Linked DNA regions of Mus musculus: all the other regions are linked to region 1. The links are chromatin contacts, called in public HiChIP or PLAC-seq and promoter capture Hi-C maps. All regions are on one chromosome and are shown on one strand. The core of a region is the stretch at or near the end of the contact, and the rest is flanking DNA. Distances in the headings are between cores, read along the strand shown. Region 1 holds the start of Wee1 (WEE 1 homolog 1 (S. pombe)). Region 2 overlaps Swap70 (SWA-70 protein). Region 3 holds the start of Ipo7 (importin 7).

The links. Promoter capture Hi-C pulls out the DNA fragments that hold promoters and counts their contacts. HiChIP or PLAC-seq counts read pairs in DNA pulled down with a chosen protein or histone mark.
Region 2: a promoter capture Hi-C map of pre-B cells shows a contact between it and region 1, with 2.9 times the contacts expected there. The contact joins the enhancer-like site here to the promoter of Wee1 in region 1. A contact is called at or near these places in 2 of 39 promoter capture datasets (the C10 cell line and pre-B cells), 2 of 484 Hi-C or Micro-C datasets (nephron progenitors and pancreatic cancer cells), 12 of 115 datasets of contacts at active chromatin or transcription factors (the 230-238 cell line, the HPC-7 cell line, the SCID.adh cell line and 7 more) and 2 of 9 other capture datasets (adipose tissue and liver).
Region 3: an H3K27ac HiChIP or PLAC-seq map of extraembryonic endoderm stem cells shows a contact between it and region 1. The contact joins the promoter of Ipo7 here to the promoter of Wee1 in region 1. A contact is called at or near these places in 3 of 39 promoter capture datasets (embryonic stem cells, hematopoietic stem and progenitor cells and macrophages), 13 of 484 Hi-C or Micro-C datasets (B cells, the HL-1 cell line, Sertoli cells and 5 more), 16 of 115 datasets of contacts at active chromatin or transcription factors (the SCID.adh cell line, bone marrow-derived macrophages, effector CD8 T cells and 7 more) and 3 of 9 other capture datasets (adipose tissue, embryonic stem cells and liver).

Annotation. Positions count from the first base shown.
Region 1 is chr7:110,120,305-110,123,604 of GRCm38.p6, forward strand. Wee1 (WEE 1 homolog 1 (S. pombe)) reads left to right here and starts at 1,755. Exons shown (of 11, transcript NM_009516.3): 1 at 1,755-2,621. The coding sequence starts at 2,046.
Region 2 is chr7:110,240,403-110,243,702 of GRCm38.p6, forward strand. Swap70 (SWA-70 protein) reads left to right here. Exons shown (of 12, transcript NM_009302.3): 2 at 2,982-3,122. Among named protein-coding and RNA genes, the nearest start is that of Swap70, 20 kb to the left of the region's middle. Within about 2 kb of position 1,764, at least 28 of the 459 cell types and tissues checked have an H3K27ac peak or open chromatin away from gene starts, as enhancers often do. A contact at or near this core is called in the 230-238 cell line, the HPC-7 cell line, pre-B cells and 1 more, where this site is marked.
Region 3 is chr7:110,016,759-110,020,058 of GRCm38.p6, forward strand. It overlaps Ipo7 (importin 7), which reads left to right and starts at 1,557. Exons shown (of 25, transcript NM_181517.5): 1 at 1,557-1,750. The coding sequence starts at 1,667.

The DNA of each region.
Region 1 (3,300 bases), core at 505-3,004:
GACTCATACTTGTAATTGGAGGGCTTAAAAAAAAAAAAAAAACCAAAACCTCAGATGAACTGAGAATCTCAGAAGAGTTGACATTGACAAGCTGATAAAAGTTGCCCACAAGAAGATCACTATAACAACCTCCTTTGTATTTATGCTTTTGAGATACTATTAAGTGGAACAGATCTGCATATGGAAACTTCCACTCTAGAAGTTCTCTTTGAAACTGCCAAACTCACTGGCCTGCGTTGTTCTAAGTAAAGGGCAATTTGCTTCTGTTGAGCTCAATCTTACTTTCAGGTCACCCTGATCAACCCATCTAACAGCAATGTCAGAACTCCCAAGTCAAATGGATCCCTGTGAGTTAGTGGTCAGCTAGGGCTACACAGTTTTCTTATCTTGAAAACAAAACAAGACAAAACCAAACCAAACCAAACCAAAGATCAGTCCATCAGCCTGGCCTGGCAGGTGCACAGGTCTATAATCCCAGCACTCTGGAGGTGGTTCAAATAATCGGGCTACACGGCAAAGGCAGGTCTCAAAAACAAAAATCAGTTTGACTTTTCAGCCTTTGAAGTGTTAAAAAAAGCTCACACACACATTAGTACTCCTAACTACAGTAAATGACAACAGAAGAGTATAATAGGCTATTATCCAGATAATGTGAATCTACATTAAAAAACATCAAGCTTTCTACTGATGGCCTCAGTTCCCCAAAAGTGGGTTCTAATTTCCTAGTGAAAAAGAAACCTACTTTTCTGTATGACAGTCTGGCCTCAGTAATTCCCACTCCAGCAGAGAATGCTAAAAAAAAAAAAAACAAAACCGTAACAAGGAGAAATGATTGATCATAGCATACAAAATAGGAACACACTTGTTGTAAACAGATTTAAGTTACGGTTGAGAAGGTTGTGGAAACTTATTTTTTCCTGGAAATTATGAGACAGGACCACTACAGAGCAAAGGGGTTTTAAACTTCTGGTCCTCCTGCCTCAGCTTCCAGACTGTTTGAATCACAGGTGTGTGCGCCAGCACTCACCTCTGTTACACTTCAGTTTTGTTTTGTTTTTTTTCTCTCCCGGGACCAATCAGTTTGGCTAGCGCACTCTCACGTGTAAGCGAACAAATATAAACACCACGGTTGCAGGTCAGGCATTCGGGCTTGTGGCAGGACCAATTATCACGGATAAGTCTGGCTGTGAGGGACACAAGACTGTGTGAGAGGCCACCTCTGTGTCCTAGTCCTGCAGCTCATTATCTGAGTTTCGCGCTGGGCAAGGTCCAGAGCTCGGTCACTGTTTCCGGCTCGGACCGCGACTATAGAACGTGACTGGACACAGCCACGCCCAGAACGCCCCAGGGGTCGGGCCTCAGAACCTGGGGTTGGACCAGGCTTCTAGGCGTCCCCAAAGGCTGCACGGTGTCCGGATGCTTCTGAACCCGGAGACAGGGAGGCCGACCCAAGGCCAGCACTGGGCAGTAGCCGCCGTCCTCTCGCCCCTCCTCGCAGGGCGGCTCCCGGCAGGCTCCGGTCCTCTAAACATAGACTCTGGGTGGGGTTCTGTGCAATCCAGGCCCACTCATTGGCCCGGGATGCCGCGACCCGCCCACGACTGGCGGCGCGCCTAGGCTGTGGGGCGGAGTCAGCGAGTTCCCGCCAAAATCGCGTAGCTGGTTCCTCCCCCGTGGGCTACGTCGCGCCCTCCCTGTTTTTTCAAACCGGGGCTGGGCGGGGATTGGTGGGCTGGGCCCTCACGTGGTTAACGGTCGCGGGAAGCCGCGGAACCCGAACTTGCGGACGAACTTGCGGAGCCTTTCGCCAGCACTGGACCGGCCAGTCTCCGCTGGACATCCCGCGCCGCAGCCGTCGCCGTCGCCCCGTCGTGAGCTTGACGGGCCTCGGAGTTGCCGCCGCGCAGGCCCGCTGCAGCCTCAGCCCGGCGCGCCCGATCGCACGTGGCGGACCCGCCCCCTGTGCCAGCCGCGACCTGGACGCCGCCGGCCTCTGCTCGCCGGTCCTGTGTTCTCCCGTGCTCCGCCGTGACTGCAGCCGGGAAATGAGCTTCCTGAGCCGACAGCAGCCGCCGCCCACCCGCCGCGTAGGAGCCGCTTACAGTCTGCGGCAGAAGCTCATCTTCTCGCCGGGCAGCGACTGTGAGGAAGAGGAGGAGGAGGAGGAGGAAGGCAGCGGCCACAGTACGGGGGAGGACTCGGCCTTCCAGGAACCGGATTCGCCCCTGCCTTCTGCACGCAGCCCTGCCGAGGCCGAGGCCGAGCGCCGCCGTCGCTCGCCCGGCGCGGAGCCCAGCAGCCCGGGAGAGCTGGAGGACGACTTGCTGCTGCAGGGCGGCGGCGGAGGCGCGCAAGCGGCGGGTGGAGGCGCCGAGGGCGACTCTTGGGAGGAGGAGGGTTTCGGCTCCTCGTCGCCCGTCAAATCACCTTCGACCGCCTACTTTCTGAGCAGCCCGTTCTCGCCAGTGCGCTGCGGCGGCCCAGGGGATGCCTCCCCGCAGGGTTGCGGGGCTCCGCGAGCCATGGACGACCCCTGCTCGCCGCAGCCCGACTACCCGAGCACCCCTCCGCACAAGACCTTCCGCAAGCTGCGCCTGTTCGACACGCCGCACACTCCCAAGGTAATGGAGGGGGCGGAGGAGCCGGCTCCAGGGCCTTTAAAAAAAAAGGCCGCGGCGCTGCAGCCCTGCGCGCCACTGCCCGGGTTCGGTTACATAACCGCCCCGCCGCACCCCGCTCGCTGTCCTGCGCCGCCACTCAAAAAAAAAAAAAAAGTTGGCAGCCCCCCTTTTTGGCTCTGCCTAGAAGTTGTCGGTTAAGATTATGTAACTGAACAATGGGCCTGGTCTGTAACTACTCCACTTTACAAAGGGCCTGGTCCCCGCTGTCCAGGTGGTTGAGTATTGGGTCTCGGTGGTCCGGTGTGCCAGGGTGCCGGATTGCTGCTGGCCACCTGACACTCCGAGCCATATGGTGCCTGTTAAATCCGGTGTCCGGGCCTGTAATTTGGGGGGCACGGATGGAAGGAGTTAGGTTTATTAAAGGGTTTGTTCCAACCCCCTGGACTTGTGGTTCCATGTGATATGGCATTAGAGATTCTGCGCGTCCTTTTGAGTCTCTGTGTTTACCGTCGTGAACTCATGGATATTCCAGGTTGCTTTTGATTGTCTTTCGGGATTTAGTATTACGGAAGCTTTGTGTTTATTCTGGAGTTTCCCCTGCCGTTTTGTTGGTCTGTGTGTCAAAACTAATGTGTCTTAAAGCAGAGTGTGTTCAGAACCCGTTTGGAATAGCCGGTGA
Region 2 (3,300 bases), core at 514-3,013, 120 kb after region 1:
GAATGACTTACCTACATACACGTCTGTGTAGCATATGTGTGCTTGGTGCCAAAGGAGGCCAGAGAGGGCATCAGATCCCTTGGAACTGGAGTTAGAGATGATTGTGAACCACCGAGTGGGTGTTGGGAATCTAACCCAGGTCTGCAAGAGCAGTGAGTACTCTTAACTTCTGAGCTGCTTCTCCAAGTGCAGAGCTTTGCTTTAATCAGCTATTTTCACATCGTATTTTATGTTTTCTATTTACCTTGTCACCTTTATTTATCCTTTTTTTTTTGAGAAGGTGGGGGTCTCAAGTCTCAGATATCCCAGGCTGGCTTTGAACTCAGAAGTTGGCTGTGGATGACGTGAACTGATTGTCCTGTCTCCACATCTAAGTGCTGGGATTATAAGCATGTGCCACTGTGCATAGTGTATGCCATGATGGGCATCAAACAGAGGGCCTTGTGCATGTCAGCAAAGTATTCCGCCAACTGAGCTGTATCCCAGATCCCCCACCCACGTATCCTAAGGTGTGTGTGTGTGTGTGGTTTGTGTACACATGGCTGCATATGTTTTGGTGGCTCAGAATTAATGCTAGGTATCTTCCTTAACTGCTCTGTACTCTGAATCCAGAACCAATTCCAGCTAGTCTATCCTGACGCTCCCCTCCTAACCTTCCTCCAGAGCACTGGGATTACAAGCCGCTGCCGTCCCTGCTGTCCACGGGGCAGGTATTACAAGCTCATGTGCCCACAGTTGCCTTAGATCCTGGGTGTTAGGATTTGCTCATGTGTGAACAGCAAGCTCTCTGAGCCATCTCGCAGGCCATGACCTTTTTTCTTTCCTTTTTCCTTTTCCTTTTCCTTTTCCTTTTCCTTTTCTTTTTCTTTTTCTTTTTCTTTTTCTTTTTCTTTTTCTTTTTCTTTTTCTTTTTCTTTTTCTTTTTTCTTTTCTTTCCTTTTCCTTTTTCCTTTTTCCTTTCCTTTCTTTCCTTTTCTCTTCTTTTCTTTTCTTTTCTTTTCTTTTCTTTTCTTTTCTTTTCTTTTCTTTTCTTTTCTTTTCTTTTCTTCTTAAGCAAAATGAGAGGTGCAGAGTAGGGTGTAGTTCAGAGGTAGAGTGCTTGCTTAGCCATGTGTCAAGCCCTGGCTTCAAATCCAAGAACAGGAGACAATAACCTAGACAACAAAAGCAAAGAACTTTTTTTTTTTTTTTTTTTTTTTTTTTTAAGGAGCTGCTATGAGTCCTGTTTTCTATCCCTGGCCTTCCACCAACCTAGTCCTTTCCCTCACTGTTAATAGTTTCCTGTGTATTCCTTTGGAATTCCTTATTTTTTTCTCTCTTTTCATTTATCTTGTGACACTTGAATATTATATACCCTTAAAAAAACGTAGTTTATCGTGGAGTTATTTTCTTGTCAGTACACAGTGAGCTTCATCATGATTTTGACATTTTATAGACATACCATAATTTAACCACTGGTTGGGGATTTTTACTTGGTAAAGTCCCGAGTGATTTTTATGTTTGGATGGTCTTTGAACCTGATATAGGAATTTTTCTTTGTCATTTTAAGCATTTTATGGTCTTGAAATCAATCCTTACAAATCTCTTTGGGATAGATAGAAGAAATAATATATTTAGGATTTTGCTGACTGTGGTGTGCAAGGCTTCATGACATCTCTACTGTGTTCCTCTCAGAGGCTCCACTGGTGTATAATAATACAGGGTCTGAGGAACACAGCCGCTCAGCCTGCTTGGTAGGGCTGGTAAACGTCTGCACTGCTGCACCCGCGACGATTAGTAATTGACTTCCTTAAAATTGATAGAGCGTGCACAAAGGATCTCCACACAGATGAAGCTTTGAGAAACAAAACCAGTATAGAAAGGAGATATGCAAATGTTCTTTTTATAGATTAAAACTTTTAATCTTAAAAAGACCTAACTGAAATAGGTGTATGCAGAAGTTGACTTCCTTAATGAAATTGAAGGTGCTTATGTAGATGAATGTGGCGCCCTCCGTCCCCACCAGGGTTTCTCTGTATAGCCCTGGCTGACCTTGAACTCAGATCCACCTGCCTCTGGGACTAAAGGACTAGAGTTCGCAGCTATGTCCAGCGAATGTGGCAAAGAGTAGTTAGTTAGCACAGCCTTAACCTTACTTGATCTGTTCAGTATTCAAACGAAATGGAAGTTGCTCTAGTTTCCATGTAACTTAAAGCTTGAGACAGGTGAGTTTGCTGAGTCTCTCATGAGTGCTTAAGTGTGCACTTAGGTTACTGTGCCACAGCAGTAGTCCTGTGTGTGTGCTCTGGCATAACAGGTCTCCTCCCTTCCGCTCTGGTCCCCCGACCCCTTTTGCTGAGGATGTAGCCCAGGGCCTCCGCACACGAGGCAGGCACTCTGCCACTGAGGTGCATCTCTAGCTAGCCGTCTTTTTCTTCTGTGTCTGTGAATATTTATCCTTTTTGGTTTTGAGACTAGGGATATGCCAGTCTGGCCTGAAACTCGTTGCCCCGTTTGACTCCAGACTCACAGTCTTCTGCTGGAGCTTCCCAAAGGCTATGTTAATATGGTTCTTTCTAATACATGGGAAATGTTGAGTCCAGGGCAGCTGTGTCTTGTCTAGGTCAGATACCTTCTCCAAAACGCTTTACAGCATTTGTTAGTTTCTGTAAACAAATTCTCATGGCCAAGCAGGTTGACGAGGGGAAGAGTTTAATTTTAAATGCATTCTATTGTGCCTGCTCCCCTTTCCTCCATAATGTGGACTACTTAATAAGAACCGTCAAGAAGTATTTGTTCTCAGACCTTCATGGGGTCTGACTCATGGTGAGCAGGTGAAACAGATCTTGGAAAAAGGAATGAAAAGACTTGAGCCATACCCCATGTTTGGTAGATTCTTCTCATTTTTTACTTAGAGCAGGGGCAGCTTGTTGTTCACGTGGGTAAGGTGTTACGTGGTGGTAAGCGGGTGTCTTTACAGTGTTGTTTTTCCCTCCTCTTAGGTCCTTTCCCATAACCTGTGCACGGTGCTGAAGGTTCCACATGACCCGGTTGCCCTTGAGGAGCACTTTAGGGATGACGATGAGGGGCCTGTCTCCAATCAGGGCTACATGCCATATTTAAACAAGTTCATTTTGGAAAAGGTATGCTGCTAACCCTTTTACCCACAGCTTTTTTTTTTTTTTTTTTTGGTTTTGTGCATCAAGTGGGGCCAGGGCAGCCCTTGTTGGTGTGTTGGTGAGCACATTAAGAAGCCAGGTATGAAGCCAGACACGGTGGTGTATGACTTTAGTGCCAGAACTCTGGGAGGCGGAGAGAGGT
Region 3 (3,300 bases), core at 307-2,806, 100 kb before region 1:
TATGCAGCCAGGCAGAACTTGATATGTATAGCAGGTTGGTTTTTAAACTCACAGAATTCTGACTACCTCTGCCTTCTAAGTGCAGGAATTTAAAGCAAAAAATCAAAATATTCTTTTTTTTTTTTTTTTTTTTTTTGGTTTTTCAAGACAGGGTTTCTCTGTGTAGCCCTGGCTGTCCTGGAACTCACTCTGTAGACCAGGCTAGCCTCGAACTCAGAAATTCACCTGCCTCTGCCTTCCAAGTGCTGGGATTAAAGGCATGCGCCACCACGCCCGGCCAAAATATTCTTATTTCATGAGAATTTATAATCAAGTATGGTAGTACAGCACTTGTGGGGTGGAGCAGGATTACAAATTTAAGGACAGTATGTTGTACACAGAGAACTGAATTCCTGCTTTCTTCAAGAACATAAGGTCCTAACCACTGAGTCATTTCTACAGCTCCCTGTTGCTCCTTTGTGAGACAGGTTCAAACATTGTAGCTCAGGCCTGCCTGAAGCTCAGTATATAGCTTCCCTTAGATTCTAATTGAAAATTGATTTGATTTCTAAAGGTAAAATGATTTGAGATGTATGACAGTAGTTCTCAATATTTTCACTGCTGCAATCCTTCAATATAGTTACTTATATTATGATGATTCCCAACCATGATAGTAGCATTTTCATTGCTACTTTATAACTGCAATTTTGCTACTGCTATGAATTATACTGTAAATATCTGATATGCAGAGGATAGCTGATATTCAACAAAGGGGTCACGATCCACAGACCCACAAGATGAGAACTACTGAATTAGAGGTTTAAATATCCATACACAGGGAGTTTTAATGGACATTATGCATTTATTCTGAATTTAGAAATAATTTATATAATGACGTAGCTGAGATTTGAACACTCATTAATAAGGCACAACTTCAATATATAGGATAAAGTCTTACAAAATGAGATTAATGAATCAAAGTGGAGCAGTTTTTATGGCATTTAGAAACTCATCTCAAATCATTGTTGAGAAAGTTCCATCTGGGAGGCTCAGGCAGTGGTATTGCAACAAGTTCAGGTCAAAAGCCTGTCTCAAAAAACAAAACAGAGCTGGGCGTGGTGGCGCATATCTTTAATCCCAGCACTCTCCCAGCACTTGGGAGGTAGAGGCAGGCGGATTTCTGAGTTCGAGGCCAGCCTGGTCTACAAAGTGAGTTCCAGGACAGCCAGAGCTATACAGAGAAACCCTGTCTCAAAAAACCAAAAAACAAAACAAAAACAAAACAGAAATTTCTTTTAATTATACAGTTAGTAACAACGTATTGCATCACACACTTCTTGAGATTCTCTAGGGATATCATATAAAATTTTGTAACTATTTTACTTTTCTCTTTGTGGCGTTTGAACGTTGTCCCTTTCACTGACTACAGTGGGAGCCAGCCACGTGGGCCGTGTCCGCGTTTGGGGACTACATTTCCCAGGGTGCTCCGCCGGAGACTTGACAGGAAGTGGCCGGAGCATCTCCCGCCTCCACGCCGAGGCGAGAAGGTTCTATCCGGGGCCTTGGCGCTTCTCTTTCCTTTCGCGCCGGTTGCCGCTGCGGAGCGCGGCCGGTCCATGTGCGCAGTGAGTGGCGCTATTTCTGCCTCAGTAGCACCGGTGTCCCGGGTCTGACCGACCGCGCGGCGATGGATCCCAACACCATCATCGAGGCCCTCCGGGGCACCATGGACCCAGCCCTGCGCGAGGCCGCTGAGCGCCAGCTCAATGAAGTAAGGACGGCCGGCTAGCGGCTGCTGCGGGCTTGTGGGCCGGCAGGCCAAGACTTCCAGGCCTGGCTGGAGACGCGGAGCACAGCTCCGACGAGCCCATTTGGAGAGGTTGGGCGGAGATCTGACCGCCGTGCCAGGCTCCACTGTGGGGACGCGGCGTCCAGGCCGCCACTCGGTCGGCTTCCGAGTGGGCCTCTGGCCCGGGTCTGGGCGTGTGGAGCCGGCCGAGCTAGGCGGGCGTGACGGTCTGGACACATGGCCGGCTCCCGTGGCCCGCCGCCCTCTGGCTGTCTCCCAGTTTGCTCTCGGGAGGGGGCGAGACAAACTGGGAGGGTGTAGAGATGTGTCCCAGACCAGTCTTTCCGGCGCCCGGTCGGCCGGGGTTCCTGGGGAGGCTAGCTAGTCCACTGGGGGCTGCGCCTGACAGCCTTGTGTGTGCTCTTGGCGGATCAGTGACCTGCCTGTCCGGTACAACTTTCTTCTCGCCGGCGAGGTGCTAGGGACAGATTTCAGATCTGGTAGGGCAGGGGTAGTGTGGGTTACACTGTGCGATCCCCGCTCTGGTACTGTCCTAGTACCACAGTTGGGAGGCGGGATGATGTAGTGGAACGGGTCAGATAAAGTGCGACCTTCTAGGTATAGCAGCCTCAATGATTTCTGGAGTGAGTGACCTTGGGCAAGTCTCACCTCCAGATCCTGAGTTGTACTCATTCATGAAATTAGGCCGTACGGTTGCTGTGATGGTCAAGTGAGATAATCTAGAGCCTATAGAGCTTTCATATGCAACATTAGTGGAGAGTTGGTTTCTCTTCCACGTGTTTTGGGCAGTGCCCCTTGGAAAACTGTTATATTGATATTCTATTGTACTGATTTCATCAGCGTTCTTTTTTTCTGAACTTGGCTATTTTATATATTAGTAAGAATTTAATAGGTTTATAAAAAGGCCTCTGTAAGGTCTCTTTGAGTCTCAGTGTTTTGGTGTGTGTGTGTTCATATACATATATATGTATACTGCATATACACAAATACTAAATTGTATATGCACGCTTTATACACACATATAAGTATCTTTTTTTTTTTTTAATGCAAAAAGAAACCCTTGTTTAAAGAAATCTTAGCCGAGCGGTGGTGGTGCACGCCTTTAATCCCGGCGCTTGGGAGGAAGAGGCAGGAGTATTTCTGAGTTCCAGGCCAGCCTGCTCTACAAAGTGAGTTCCAGGACAGCCAGAACTATACAGAGAAACCCTGTCTCTTAAAAAACAAAAAAGAAAAGAAAAGAAATCTTAAAGCATTGACTTAGAGGAAACATCAGGGAGACTATTAATTGAGCATCTCAAGTTTACCATGCAGTAAAGATAACCCTGCCTTCAAGGAATTTACAGTTATCCAAGACCACCCACAGTTCAAATAAATTATTTCACAATGAAAAGGTCATTTATATGTAAATGAGACCATGCTGAAGGATCATAGTATACTGAAATTTTTAGATCCAAAGTCACCTAGGCAAGAGCTTACTTTGGGATGTAAAATGGTAAAGTGAAACAAACTGT